Regions from separate parts of the Gossypium hirsutum genome. Here all the other regions are linked to region 1. The links are chromatin contacts, called in public Hi-C maps. All regions are on one chromosome and are shown on one strand. The core of a region is the stretch at or near the end of the contact, and the rest is flanking DNA. Distances in the headings are between cores, read along the strand shown.

The links. Hi-C and Micro-C count contacts between places; a contact is called where the count stands out from the background.
Region 2: a Hi-C map of leaf shows a contact between it and region 1, with 2.8 times the contacts expected there. The contact joins the enhancer-like site here to the promoter of LOC107909845 in region 1. A contact is called at or near these places in 4 of 34 Hi-C or Micro-C datasets (callus and leaf).
Region 3: a contact with region 1 is called in a Hi-C map of leaf, with 2.5 times the contacts expected there. The contact joins the promoter of LOC107909863 here to the promoter of LOC107909845 in region 1. A contact is called at or near these places in 2 of 34 Hi-C or Micro-C datasets (anther and leaf).
Region 4: a Hi-C map of leaf shows a contact between it and region 1, with 3 times the contacts expected there. The contact joins the promoter of LOC107909865 here to the promoter of LOC107909845 in region 1. A contact is called at or near these places in 12 of 34 Hi-C or Micro-C datasets (callus, leaf, petal and 1 more).
Region 5: a contact with region 1 is called in a Hi-C map of petal, with 2.3 times the contacts expected there. The contact joins the enhancer-like site here to the promoter of LOC107909845 in region 1. A contact is called at or near these places in 6 of 34 Hi-C or Micro-C datasets (leaf, petal and seedling).

What each region holds. Positions count from the first base shown.
Region 1 is chrD02:56,902,467-56,905,234 of Gossypium_hirsutum_v2.1, reverse strand. LOC107909845 reads left to right here and starts at 1,425. Exons shown (of 3, transcript XM_016837527.2): 1 at 1,425-1,845; 2 at 1,953-2,045; 3 at 2,166-2,768. The coding sequence starts at 1,798.
Region 2 is chrD02:56,648,494-56,651,261 of Gossypium_hirsutum_v2.1, reverse strand. No RefSeq gene overlaps it. Among protein-coding and RNA genes, the nearest start is that of LOC107908280, 16 kb to the right of the region's middle. Within about 2 kb of position 1,376, at least 8 of the 9 cell types and tissues checked have an H3K27ac peak or open chromatin away from gene starts, as enhancers often do. A contact at or near this core is called in leaf, where this site is marked.
Region 3 is chrD02:56,700,057-56,702,824 of Gossypium_hirsutum_v2.1, reverse strand. It overlaps LOC107909863 (squamosa promoter-binding-like protein 2), which reads right to left and starts at 1,355. Exons shown (of 4, transcript NM_001327025.1): 1 at 632-1,355; 2 at 354-490. The coding sequence starts at 1,317.
Region 4 is chrD02:56,733,742-56,736,509 of Gossypium_hirsutum_v2.1, reverse strand. It overlaps LOC107909865 (ranBP2-type zinc finger protein At1g67325), which reads left to right and starts at 1,413. Exons shown (of 10, transcript XM_016837554.2): 1 at 1,413-1,580; 2 at 1,857-1,902; 3 at 1,995-2,110; 4 at 2,527-2,768. The coding sequence starts at 1,572.
Region 5 is chrD02:56,764,987-56,767,754 of Gossypium_hirsutum_v2.1, reverse strand. No RefSeq gene overlaps it. Among protein-coding and RNA genes, the nearest start is that of LOC107909866, 11 kb to the left of the region's middle. Within about 2 kb of position 1,349, at least 3 of the 9 cell types and tissues checked have an H3K27ac peak or open chromatin away from gene starts, as enhancers often do. A contact at or near this core is called in leaf, where this site is marked.

The DNA of each region.
Region 1 (2,768 bases), core at 176-2,675:
GTAAAATTTTAAAAATTGTAAAATTTCCTTCAATTTTGGCCCATACGGCCTTAGAGAGTTAGACGGGCTAGTCACACGGTAGTGTGAGTGTTGAAAATTGGTCAATTTTGGAGCCGTACGGGCTCAAAGACTTACACGACCATGTGGTAGACACAACCATGTGCCTTTTTTTTTTTGCAAAAGTTCATATTTCACTTTAAAGCACTGTTTTAAATACTCAAATGTTTAAGGAACTTATCGGGCTCCTCACTAACATTGATAATGGTTAATTAATGAATTGGTAAGTTACAAATGGGTTCGAAATGAGTATTTACTTGTTAGAGTTTGGTTGATTAATACTCTAATATTTAATGTAGCATTCCTATATTTGATCCGATAGTCGGGTTAGGTATAGGGGTGTTACAAGAGATGACAACTTTCCATCTTAATGCATCATTTCAAATACTATGATAAGAGAGAAAATAAGAGAGTTACGTATGTTAACTTAAAATTATGTATATTTCAAAAGTTTCAATTTCTTTCCTCTTATTTTTCAACTCCACCAAGTAATAAATAGAATGAAAATTACTTTTTCTTTCAAAATTTTCATATTTCTTACCAAAAGTTGAGAAATAACAATTATATTTTCTATTTTTCCACTCTTTCATTTTTCTTTCCCTCTACCAAGTAAAGCTTAAATTGGAAAACAATTAACATCAGTTACATTCAAAGAAGAGATCAAATCGAAAATAATTAACGCCATCTTCAAATGTTTTTATTTTCTCATTTTCGTGAAGTACATGCTTAAACTTCCTTGTTTAATTTGCGAGTAAATTATTCTTTGACCCTAGACCTCTTTGATATTTATTTTGGTTATTTTAATATATAGTTGTTGTAGATTATAGTTTGTAAATAAATAGAAATGTTGTATAAAATTACATTCTAATATTAAATTCGATGTATATTAGTTTTAGGGTAATTGTATAAATTGAAATTAAATGATAAAAGTTCGTTTCATTGCGGTTGATGATCTACTTGTGGACGCCTCCAAGGGAGGAGAAACAAGTGACCTGGAAAACAGTCTTAAAATGACAAAAAAACAGAAGGTAAAGGAAACCAGATTTTTGGCTCGGGGATGCGATTAGAACAATTATTCCTTATGCTTTCTATTGTAAAATAATAATTCAGGGAAAAAGACTCATAACAAACCATCTTAAAGATAAAATAATATGTACAATGTTGTCTGTTCCTTCATTCCTTCACTTCATTGGTAGATACTAAAAGAGTTGGGCCTTTAGTCCAAATCAATGTTGTAATCAAAGGTGAATTATTAGAATAGGTTACATAGACCCGAGACTGTGAGCCGAACCCCATGCAATTATTATTAGGTAAGCCCTTTGCTTTACAGTCATTAAATTTAAATAAATAAATCACACTCATAATTTAGATGGTGTTTTCCATGGAATGGAAACTCCATTATTTCTTGTGGTTGGCTTTAGTTGTCCGCCAGTCTCAGTCAGCTTGAGTTTACGGGCGTAATTGAAGCAGTTGATTTTAAAATATTCTATATTGTGGAACATGGGTGTTGTCACTTGGCGGCGTCTTCTTATTGTTGCTAAACCTTGTAGTCTTTTAATATCGATTTCAGTCCTACCCTTGCACTGAAATTAATCTTACAAATTTCCCACACTGACATAAGGCTAAGCTCTCACATCTTTATCATATTGCCTATTTTTCTGTCTTCGTCTTCTTCTTTTTCTTCTTACTTGTTGCTTGCAGGATTTGCCTACTTATGGTACAAGGACCATAGGCATCATCATGGAAAGGAACTTAGAAGAAAGCCTTGTTCTGCATGAAGTATCTAAGGTTTTTGCCTCTTTTTATTGGCTTTTTTACTCTCAGGTTGCTTTGATATTGGTTTTGATTCAGAAAAAGGAAATCTTATGTAAGGGTTTTAATTTGATTCTTTTTAGGATATGGCAGAAAGTGAATTTGATCCATCAATCTTGCTTTCAATGCCCAATTCACCAAGCCAAAATGGCAGACCAAGCAGCATGGTTATCAAGGCAAGTTCTTTTAATTAATCTGACCTTTTAAGAACATTATCTTGAAAAAGGAAAAAACAGATTTTCTTTTATTTGATATTTGAGTTTCTTTTAATTGTGCATTGGACTTTTAACAAGCAGAAAGCACAAAGTGTAATCCCTGCCCATTTGGTAGCTGAAGCAATCTCAACACTACAAGGCCTTGACTTGAGATGGTCTGGTCCCATAACACCCACTGAAATGCAATATGTAGAGCAATATGTCTTTGCAAAATATCCTCAATATTGCAATGGACTTGTGGAAGATGGACTAAAGATGATCGATGTCGACAGTCTATCCAACAGTGACGAGTCCTTTGAGACCGTTGTTACCGACAATAAGCAGAAATCACCAAGGATTGTAGGCAACAGGGAGTCCTTTTCATCTTCATCAACTTCTGGTATGGCAGATATTGACAACACTCAATTAGAGGCTTCAAGGCTTCTTGATATCCTCACTAGGAAAACTTCTTTCCTAGGGAACTTCGTTTCAATACCTGAAATTCAAGCTCAAAACAGGGCTTTGAAACATTGTGGGCTAAGTGAAGATGAGTATTTAGTGCTTTTCATGCCAAATTACAAGGATGCTATGATGTTGATTGGTGAAAGCTACCCCTTCTTTAAAGGGAACTATTATTTGACAATCATTGCTGAAGAATCAGACTACATAAGGGAATTCGCTAGCCAGAGAGAATCAAAGGTTATT
Region 2 (2,768 bases), core at 127-2,626, 250 kb after region 1:
TTGGATTCCAGTTTTACCGCGTGATAGATTACTAGTTTTAAATACGAATTTGAATGATAGTAATGTTGCGGAATTAATTGATTCAAGCAGTAGAACATGGAAAAAGGAGTTGATAGAGTATACCTTTCCGGAGGATGTAGCCGACATGATTCTCAGTATCCCGCTGGCTGAAAGACCACATGAAGATTTCCAAGTATGGAGTGCTGAAGCGTCGGGTGAGTTCACAGTTCGTAGCGCCTATAAACTATTACAAAGTATTGCAAATGATCCTAGAGCTTATGCTTTACAAGCTGACTATAAAGACTTCTACAGGAAATTATGGCTACTTAATCTACCTTCAAAAATAAAAATTACACATTGGAAGATCTCTTGGAATTTCCTAGCTACTCGAGTTTAATATGCTACTTAGACGACTAACGGATACATCAATGTGTCCTCGTTGTGGCTCTAGATCTGAATCTATGGAACATTTTTTTTCGAGAATGCCCTGTTACAATATCAGTGTGGAGAGAGTTATCATTTCATAAATATGAGCAGGAAAACCAGATGGGGTTTCTACAGTGGTTAACCTGGGTTTTTACACAAAGCTTGGCATCCCAGCGTCGGATCTTCTGTGTTGCAGTATGGGCCATTTGGGGAGATAGGAATAACAGACTGCACAACAAAGGGAGTAAATCTGGAAAAGAAATAGGGAGATTTGTTAATAGCTACATTTTAGAGTTAGATTCAGTTGGTAAAAATAGTCGACAAACTTCCATAACTGTTAAAAAATGGAAAAACCAATGGACAGTTTTGTCAAAATCAATTTTGATGCAGCATATGAAAGAGGACAAAATAAAGCGGCTATCGGAGTTGTGGCCAGAGATAAAGAGGGTTCAGTTCTCTTATCTTGTTCGGAGGTTCATCAAAGGGTTTCCTCAGCCTTTGGAGCGGAAGCAATCGCGTGTCGGAAAGCTCTCCAGATCAGAGTTCACATGCAGTGGGAAAGAGTTATTATTGAAGGAGACTCTTTATCAATAATAAAGAAATGCAAAACAAAAAGCCCAGATAAATCACTGGTTAGTGCGCTTATTCATGACATCCATCAGCTTTTGTTATATTTTAAGGAATGTAAGTTCGAGCATATCCCAAGATCAACAAATAGCCTCGCGCATATTTTAGCAACTGAAGCGATTAAGATTAACAAAGGAGGTTACCTGGTCGGACGAGTCCCTGGAGTTGCAGAATTTCAAGCAGAAAACGAAAGGGTGAGAGAACCAAATTGAAGCAGGAAAAGGGAGAAATGGAGGAAAGGAATCGGAGAAGGGCAGATATCAAAGTGACTATACAAAGCTCTCGGGTGATTCAAAACGTCTTGAAGTAGAAAAGATGTTGAAGTGACAAGATGTGTATTGACTTTTAATACTGATTGGGCAGATGGAACGGCTGAATTAATGTGCTGTAGAGATTGTTTCCTTTTTTCATTTTCTAGGTGATTAGGTTTCCTTTTAGTTTGTTTTGTTTTTCCTTTCGTTGGGCCTAGTCTGGTTACTAGGCTTGCTCTATTTATTTTTCTAGGACTATTTGTGTAATTAATAGTTTAATTAAAGCCCAATCTGTGATTTATCTCAAAAAAAAATTCGAAAGAACCCATTCTTGAAAGAAACTCTGTTAAATTGTCCACGTGATGGAAGGCCATAACATTTATTTTAGGATTTAATTAGGTACATCATTCCGCTATAAGTCCAAAGTTGAGCTATAAACCATTAAAACTAAATTAACATTTATCGTTACGCTATAATATTTTTCAATAGACACCAAAAATTCATATTTATCATTAGCAAATTATGTAACACGAGAAAAATGAATATAGAAAAAATTATTAATAATTAAAATTTTTAAAAAATTAATTAAAGATGATAATTCATAAGAAGTAGAGGCAACAATAGCATTATTTGCATAAATTTTAGAATTTCTACATTTATTATTCATTTTTAATGTGCAAAATTTTATATGATGAAACAAGCCATTTATAAAACTAAAAATATATTTGCTTACAAGAGAGTTTATAGGTATTTTGGATGACAACTATAAAATAAAAATTTATAAAATTAGGCTAAATAAGTTAAGTATGTCTTATTCTTTTTTTTAGTTAGCCTTTTAGGTCGTTTTTTTTTAAATTATGGAAATAGGTCAATTTTGGAGAGAGTGTGTAAAAGCACATTCAGCTGGGGACACTTTCCTCCAACGGTCATTTTCCCTAACGACTTTTTAAACATTGGAAATGGTAAAATTATTTAAAAAGGCCAACGGTAATATTTTTTTCCTATAAATACCAAGTCATTTTTTATTCTTTTCACTCAAATCCAAGTCTCTCTCTAAACTCTCAATTCTCTCAACTCTCTCAGTTCTCTCAATTCTTACCATTTTTATTCGACATTTTCTTACACACTTTATTTAAAATACTATAGTTTTATTTAATTATTTTGTATATTCATTTCAGTTAAAATTTCAGTAATGACAAGCTCTCTAATTCGTTTCAGCAATAAGCACATTTCCACCGCTCAAGTGATAATGGTAAGGAGAAATTTTAAATTTCGTTATTTTCAATTAAGTTAAATTTAAAGTTTTTAAAATTTTAAAATATTTTATTTTTAATATAAATAGGCGGATGATTGTGTTTTGGAGGGGTTCATACATAATTTGTCAAAGAGCTCAAACACCGAAATTCATGGTTACTTACAAAACGTGGGATTCTTGCATGCGTTTTGTATGCTCGGGGGCTATAA
Region 3 (2,768 bases), core at 106-2,605, 200 kb after region 1:
CTTGAGGATGCCCCTGATGGTATTATTGTTTTAAAAGAGATAAACATGTCAAGATAAAACTCAGTTAAGGAATCAGTCAAGATATTACTGACATCATTTTTTCAACCAAATGCAGCATATATTAAGATATTGTATTACCATAGAGAACCAAGTACCATTTATTAAAGAACATCTTGATTAAATAAAATGAAAAAAATCCAGATTGACTTGGTTAATGAAATAACTCAACTCCATAATTTGAGAGGTAAAAGAAAAGGGAAAAAATAAAGTGTCTTAGTCTATTCTTGAGATGGTAGCATATAGCAAAAATTATATGAATGAAAACATATCAAACTTGGGTCTGAAACCATTACCATATGCTGCTGGTGAAGGCCTTGCAGCACTGAAGTGGATTGCATCTGTCTGTGGTTTGCGGCGCCTTGCATTGTGGTCAGAAAGACGCCGGCGGCAGCTTCGCTTCTTTTCATCAAACTCTGACAGAGCATGGAACCTTTGACATCATGAATGAAAATTATGATTTCAACATTCATAATGAGATAGAATCACAAGTTCAGTAGTAAAGAATCAAATCACTACCATCAACTAAGAAATTCAAGTCTTCAATACTAAGATAATTAAAACAATATTTTACCTGCTACACTGCTGGCAGAACCGGAGCTCCAGACCACCTACAATAACCTTAGGGCTCTTTGAGTGACTTTCACAAACTCTGTGTTTCCGATGGTAATCCTTAGCCGAAGAAAGGTCAAGGTTACAGCCTTCGACTTGGCAACGCAGAATATGTTTTGTCTGACAATTGGGTTTGGATCTCTTTGCCGGGGAAGGGGATGGTCCAGGAGTGGCTGAATAAGATGAAGTCTTTGAATTGCTTCCTGTGCAAACATCTTCAAAGTATGTTTGCTTGCCAAGCTTTAAACTGAGCAATGGCTCACCAGAGCCAACTGAAGCCTCAAATATTGGGGAACTACCGGTGTGCTCAACCTTGGAAACCTTTTTCTTGTTGCTAATTTCATGTGGTATAGCTTCAAAAGCCTCCAAAGTAAATGTGGTCACTTTTACCTCTCCCGCAGATGAAGAATTAATGGATGCCGATTTCGAACTTTTAGACAAAGAAATAAGGCCCAAATCTGATCCAGAACCACCACTACCTCCAGCAGCAGCACCAGAAGAATAGAGAGACCCAGAGTCCAGCTCTTCCTCGCCCTCAATATCCCACTCTGCCGATCTTAGCTTCCTTGGAATTTCAGTTGGTGTCGCATTTAACATCATTAGGTTCTCCCACTCCCATTGCAACGGGGTTTTGGCATTCCAGTCCATGAGAGAGATAGAACTCACAGAACAGTTCAAACAATCTTCTTCATATAAAAGCCAAGCCACTTGTCAACAGATCCTAAAATATAACCTAGAGGTTTGCTCAATTCATTAAGGAAATAAACGAAAAGAATTTCAATCATCCTAAATTCAGTAACCTTATATATGAAGCAGACCATTCAAAGAATCCTTATAGACACATAGCCCGCAAAACAACTGATAAACAAAAATTAATCCCTGCATATCAAGTTCAAAACTTACCTCTAAATCTAACAGCATCAAAGTCCAACCCTCTCTGTTTCTCAGATCTAGAGTGGTACAAGTTAGAAAATTTTCTATCCACTTCAACGAAACAATATTTAGTCCACTCCTTCCCCAAGTTTAAACTAAAAAGGGTTTGTTGATGCCACTTCAAATCCACTTAGCAAAACAATCGCAACCAGGGTAGTAGAGAGGTTCGACTAAACAAAGCAATCACTTCTCAAGCCGAGCGTTTTTTTATGCAGATATCAATATCCAACAGAAAAGAGAGCTTAAGCAACGACAAAAAGTATGTTATATTGGACCTTGCAGATTCGAACTAGAATAGTAGTAGAGCTTTTTTCTCATCCATTCATTATTGCTAACGCAAACAAACTGACACCATAGTTCCAAACTGTCTCTCTATACGAGTCTTGTACGAATGTAAGCTGATCTTCAACCCCAAGTAAAAACATAGTAGTGTTCCATAAACCTTCAACATCAGCAGTAAATTCCACCACCAAAAATCTAGAAGAATTTAGCTTATCTATTAACCCATCCAACAATAACTACCCGGTCTAGCCTCTTTAACAAAGCAGCTCCCTCTCTCTCTCTCTGCTCGCCCCACTATCTTCAATAATTCTAAGAAGCAGTAACAAAGTCCAAGTAGAGGAACCCAAAAATTAAACAAATAAAAGGATTCACGTTTTAATCAAGTAACCTAGTCTAAAAAACACTCTAACACTTTCAATAATTCCAATTCAATTATCTGGGAAATCTTGCAAAGTAGGTCCCTGACTCAGACCCACAACTACTGTACAAAACAAAATTCAATGAAACCCTAATCTACCATAAATTCTTGTACCAAAAAATATCTACCATAAATTCAACAATTTACTGATGTATAAAAAGCTATCCCGACAACCATTTTTACTTGAACCCCCACGAGAACCATTAAAACCAATCAACAAATACCATACATGTCAACCAAAAAAATAAACAAAAAAGAAATTCTACTCACAAATTTTTTCTCCATACAATATATATGAAGTTTTGCATTGAAACAGAAATAGAACAAACATATAAACTAAAATATTCATTTTTACTAAAAAAGTAGAAAGTATTTGGTCCCCTTCTTAGATATCATTCGTCATATCGTTTTCCTTTTAATGTTTTGATAAATTCTTCTCAGCTTTCAGCCAGAAATACAAGGTAAA
Region 4 (2,768 bases), core at 164-2,663, 170 kb after region 1:
CATACCGTATGTTGGGAGGGGTGAAGGGTGTTACATTTAGTTTATTCCTGGCTATCAACCAACATGATTTTCTCTGTTTATCTTGAACCTTTGGTTTTTTTAGAGAGTGAGCTTTAATTCACGAACCGAACATACAATGAAAACTTTAGCTTTCAAGTGGGGAAAGTTAATTCCCTATATGGGTTAGAAACTAACTCAAGTTGTAACACCCCTCACCTGTCTTGATGACTAGTACGAATGAGAGAAGCCACGAGAACATATACAAGAAAGAAACCTTGGATTCATTTAGGAGTCATGACTTATAAAACATTTTTACAAATTATTTATTCAAGTTTTAGATGTTTAAGAGGCTTTAGAAAAAAAATTTAAAATCATTTACAAATGGTTAGAAATTGATCGAAGGTGTTTGGATCCCAAAATGGGCTCAAAATGCCAAAAGGGCTCAGAACAGTGCAATACCTCTACCCTTGGAGCCAAACATTGACTTGAAAATCACTTGTTTTGATACCCAAAGGCTTATTACCAAAACTTGAATTTAGAGGAATCAAAACATCAAAAACAATTACCAAAAACACCTCTACACATAGTAACATAAAACATGCTTTGGCGATACTTCAAAGACATTATGAAAAGCAAATTTGATATCAATCTAAGCATTGGTTAAATGGAAATTTGGCTTCATGAATGCCAACTTACTTGGAGCTTCAACTTAATAAGCTCAAACATAACCACCAGAGCTTCTAACATATCAATTCAATATTAGGCTACTCAAGATACCAAATGGCCATTGAAACTAGCATGATCATATATATCGAATGTAATATTGTAACATTGTAATATTCAATTACCATTTCTCAAGTTGATCAAAATTGTCAAATTCATGCATTTTATAACCATAAATTCTTTTCATTAATCATTTCTAGTTCTTTTTCACCCAATGTAGCCTTAGTGAATTATATATGCTCTCTCTTTTATGTGACAATATTATTTATGAATTTGTTTTATGATTTTAAGAAAAATAATTTTACTGTTCACATTATAATATTGTACATGTAAATTAAAAATAAGACATTTTAATGATTATGACTTTTATTTTTAAAAAACCTTGCAATCAAACTATACAAAACAATTTTTTAAATATTTTAAATAATTAACCTAATATATTTTAATTCATACCCAATTAATTTATGTTTCACATATGATCAATAAGATTATTTAAAAGCAATTGAACCTTGACCAATAAATTCGAGGCATGCTAATTGAAAGAGTACATGGACCATCCAATAGGCAAAGGTCGCACCGAAGTCCAAACACCGGGCCCCATCCAAATCACAATAACGGCGTCAGAAATTCAGAGGGGCAGCAGCGAGCAACCGTTTATACTTATTTTAAACCAATTTTTCATTTACATCCCTCACATCACGCATAAAAATTTCCTGGTTATTCTGTTTAAAGTCCGTTAGTTTGTCACCGCCCTTTTATCGCAGGTAGGGCAAATCCCCAATTCCCTCTCTCTTGTTTCGAATCTTCACACCGAAACAGTCATATCTCCCTCTATTGCCGCCGCCTCAATGTCTCAGGTATTATGCCCTTCCAATTCTCTGAATTTCCCCTCTTATAGATTCGAGCATCCAACTTAATAGATCTAATGATAGATTTGTCTTGAAAATCAACTCCCCTTTGTCAAACTAGGATTCTCTTTTCTTTCGATTTTTTTTGTGCTTTTCTGTCGCTGCTCATTTCTCCAATTTATTATCGAAAAGTGGAAATGAATTTCGTAATTATTGCTTAGTATCGATTTATGCACATATTTACGGTGATTAACCTTTTTTTCTTGGGGGTGGCAATTGGTTCAGGTTGATAATAGAAACTCTTCTGCAGCGAAGCGAGCTAGAACCGATGGTATGCCGCTTAATTTTATTTTTATTTCATTCTGTGTACTTTTTAACATGTTTAATTTTGGCAATTTTGAATTTTTATGGTTAAATTTGTAGGCAGTCGTAGGGAAGATGATTGGACATGCCCTAGTTGCGGGAATGTCAATTTTTCATTTAGAACTACTTGCAATATGCGCAATTGCACTCAACCCAGGCCAGCTGTTCATAATTCAGTAAGTCTTCATATTTATTAGCCAATGGCGTTCAAAATATTCCTGAGTTTTTGAATATTGTTGAAATTTTAATTGCTTTAGTTTTGGCTCGTAGGTTTCGATTTTCTGTTCAGATTGGAGTTGTTTTTTAACAGAATTAGTAATAGAAGAGCGGATTCTTCAAAATATGTGGCTTAGCAAGTTATTTTTAATGAAGTTAATACCTGGTTCTGTGCTGAAAGACCAGAGTATATTATGTGATACCCAATGCTTGTTTCGTTCTAGTCCGTTTATGTCCTATTTTTTTATGACTCTGTTTATCATAAAATCGTAAATCTTTTCTACTGTTTGTTTCTCTCTTTAGAAACTGACCCTTTGCATTTTCTTTCTCCCATTATTTATTTTTAAAGCTTGAGTTGGTAATTTTTCCCTTTCAGAAATCTGCCAGCAAGCCTCTCCAGGCGCCACAGAGTTATTTGTCATCTGCTCCATATGTAGGTTCTGGAGCACCATCTTCTATGTATCTCGGTGTACCACCTTATGGTTCTTCCCTCTTCAATGGTTCCTCTATTCCTCCATATGAAGCACCTTTTTCTGGAGGATCGGCTTATCATTACAATTATGGCAGTCGTCTTTCTGGTGGCAGTCCCTTTCGGCTGCTCCATATGCCTTCTGGACC
Region 5 (2,768 bases), core at 100-2,599, 140 kb after region 1:
AAATGTTAATCTTTGTGTTTTTTAAAATTTAAAATTTTAATACTAAGCAACAATGATTAAATTTATTTAGTTAAATTTAATTACTAGTCATATATTAGGGGTATCATATAGTTGTAGTAGATTTTATTCATTTTCTCCAATTAAATCATTCTAAGTCCTTATGATTTTCGAATTTTAAATTTACAACCTTAATGTAAATGTCAGTCGGTAATCCATTAAATGAATTTTTAGTGAGCAATATGTAAAAATAATAAGCTAATTTAACATTACGAATATGATAATATGTTTGAAGCATCAAATTTGAAAAAATAATAGAACTTTACTTAATGAATTTAACAATTATTATTTGGTGATGACTAAAATTTTAAATTTTAAAAAATACGAATATTAAAAATACCAAATAAAAGTACAAAGATTAAAATTTTAGCTTTTGCTAAGTATAATGACTAATAACAAAATTAGACAAAAAAAATTCTTTAGTCCAAGTTTTTGAAGATATGTTGCAACTTCTGGCGTTTAATTTGAAGTTTTTTATTTTCTCATTTTTCTTTGTGGGAAAGGGTCAACACTTAACTTCATCAGTCAAGTTAAGAAAATTCATAGTGGATTTAATACGACTTGTAATCAGATAAATTAATAAAACAGTTATCAAAACTCAATTTATTTTTAGGAAAAGCATATATGGAAATATTTTTTTTATAAAATACTTTTATGAGTAATGAGTAGTTTTTCTTATAAAAATAACCTAAAATTTTTAATTATTTATAAAAACAAACCATTTTAAAAACTATATATGTAAATGACCCATTTTGAACAGTAAATGTCAGTGACACCATTGTCATTGGCGTCACCACCTTCAATTTTTTAAAAAATTAATTTTTTGGATGTTGTCGTTGCCATTAGTGGCACCAAACTAAAGTATAATTATATAAAACGTTCAGGAATCTGATGAAACATTTACCCTTTTAGATTGGATGGAAAATAGGTGGCGCCCTTCCTCTAGCCGTACCAATTAAATGCTTTTAAACTTTTGACCTATTTGCATATTAAGTCTATTTCTTTTTTACATTAAATTTAAATAGACTTTAAAAAATATAAAAATAACAAAAATAAACTCTTTTCAAATTTTTTTTAAAATAATAAACTTAAAAAACTATATAAAATTATTATTTAAATTACCTAAATATATCCCTGAAATAAAAAAATTAACTATTTAAATCAGATCATTTATGTACATACTTTTAAAATGAGTCATTTAAAAAAAGAAAAGAAAAGCGGTAATGAGTAATACGAGTGGGTCTAATTGAAAGGAAATGGGAGTTGGACTAACGCGGTGGCAAAGGTTCTCTAACACTAATAGCATATTTTTATTATCATCCATTCATCACGGCGCAATTGAATAATGATGAAGTTACCTTTTCTTCCTTTTTACAGAAGAGAATATTATGTCTTGAAAATGACTTGTATTCCAACAAAACGAGAGAGGAGTGGAATACTTAAATGTGTTCACGGAATGGGCGAGAAAAGAATTTTATAAATCAAACAAACTCATCTTAACAAATGAGAATTGATTCTTCTTAAAAATAATCCATTTTTTAAAAAATTTATATTTATCAATGTTGTATTTTATTTTAATGTAATTTTAAAAATAAAATAAAAATATTTAAGACACAAATTATTAAAAATTAATTTAAAATATCAAAATTATATCAACAAATATGATACAATTATGTAAACCAATATTAATCAAAATGTGCTGAAACACACAAAAATTTGAGTTAAAAAAAATATGATTTTATTCATGGTAGGAATGGAGCATACCGGCAGCAAAATGGAATTGGCAAGGCTCGCTATTACACTTCTAATTTTCTAATTAACAGTTATATTTTATTTTTACATTTATTTTTTTATATATGAAATTTATAGTATGAATAATATTTAATTAAAAAAGAAATGGATTTGGAGTATATCCAATCCATTTTTAAACCAATGTCTTTTTTTTAATTTATTTTTCGAATATAATTTTTTGTTCAAATATGAAAAAATTAATCAATAAAAAAGTTATTTGTTTAGCTTAATGTTATAGATTTTTTTTATCATTTGTTTGATGATATAGCTTTAATTTGATATTCAATTTGTCAAAACTTACATATTAAACCAATATGAAATAATATTTACTATTTTTTTATTTTTTAAATTTATAAATTAAAAAATCATAATAATATTTTTTATTTCTATTAATTCTTAATTCTACCATTAATATAAAACTTGTAAATTTATTTATAACTCTAAGGATTAGTAGTTGATATACTAGTAGTGTACTTTTTTTTATTCTACAAGTAGTCTTCAAAAATTGTCATATGTTTTTTTTAAATACTTATTTTTTAATATTAGACAATATCATTATAGGACACTTCTTAACTTCCTAACACTACTTGTGGAGATGGAGATTTTATACTTCACAAGTCGAATTAGGGGTTAGTAAAATATTTAAAAATAAACATTTTAAAAAAAGAGACTTGATAATTTTTTATATTTGCTTGTGAAATAAATAATAATACTAGAATCACTTTTTAGCGGGGCACGATTGGGGCAGGGAATTAGGGGTAGGGGATATTTGGTTTAAAATTTTATATTTATCAAAGAAATAAGTTGAAGGTGGAAGCAAACAAAGAAGAGTTGTTCTGCGAACAATAATCAAGAGCAAATTGGCTCAGATTTGAAGATCGAAATACAACCTATTTCCATAAGTTTGCATATTATCGCAA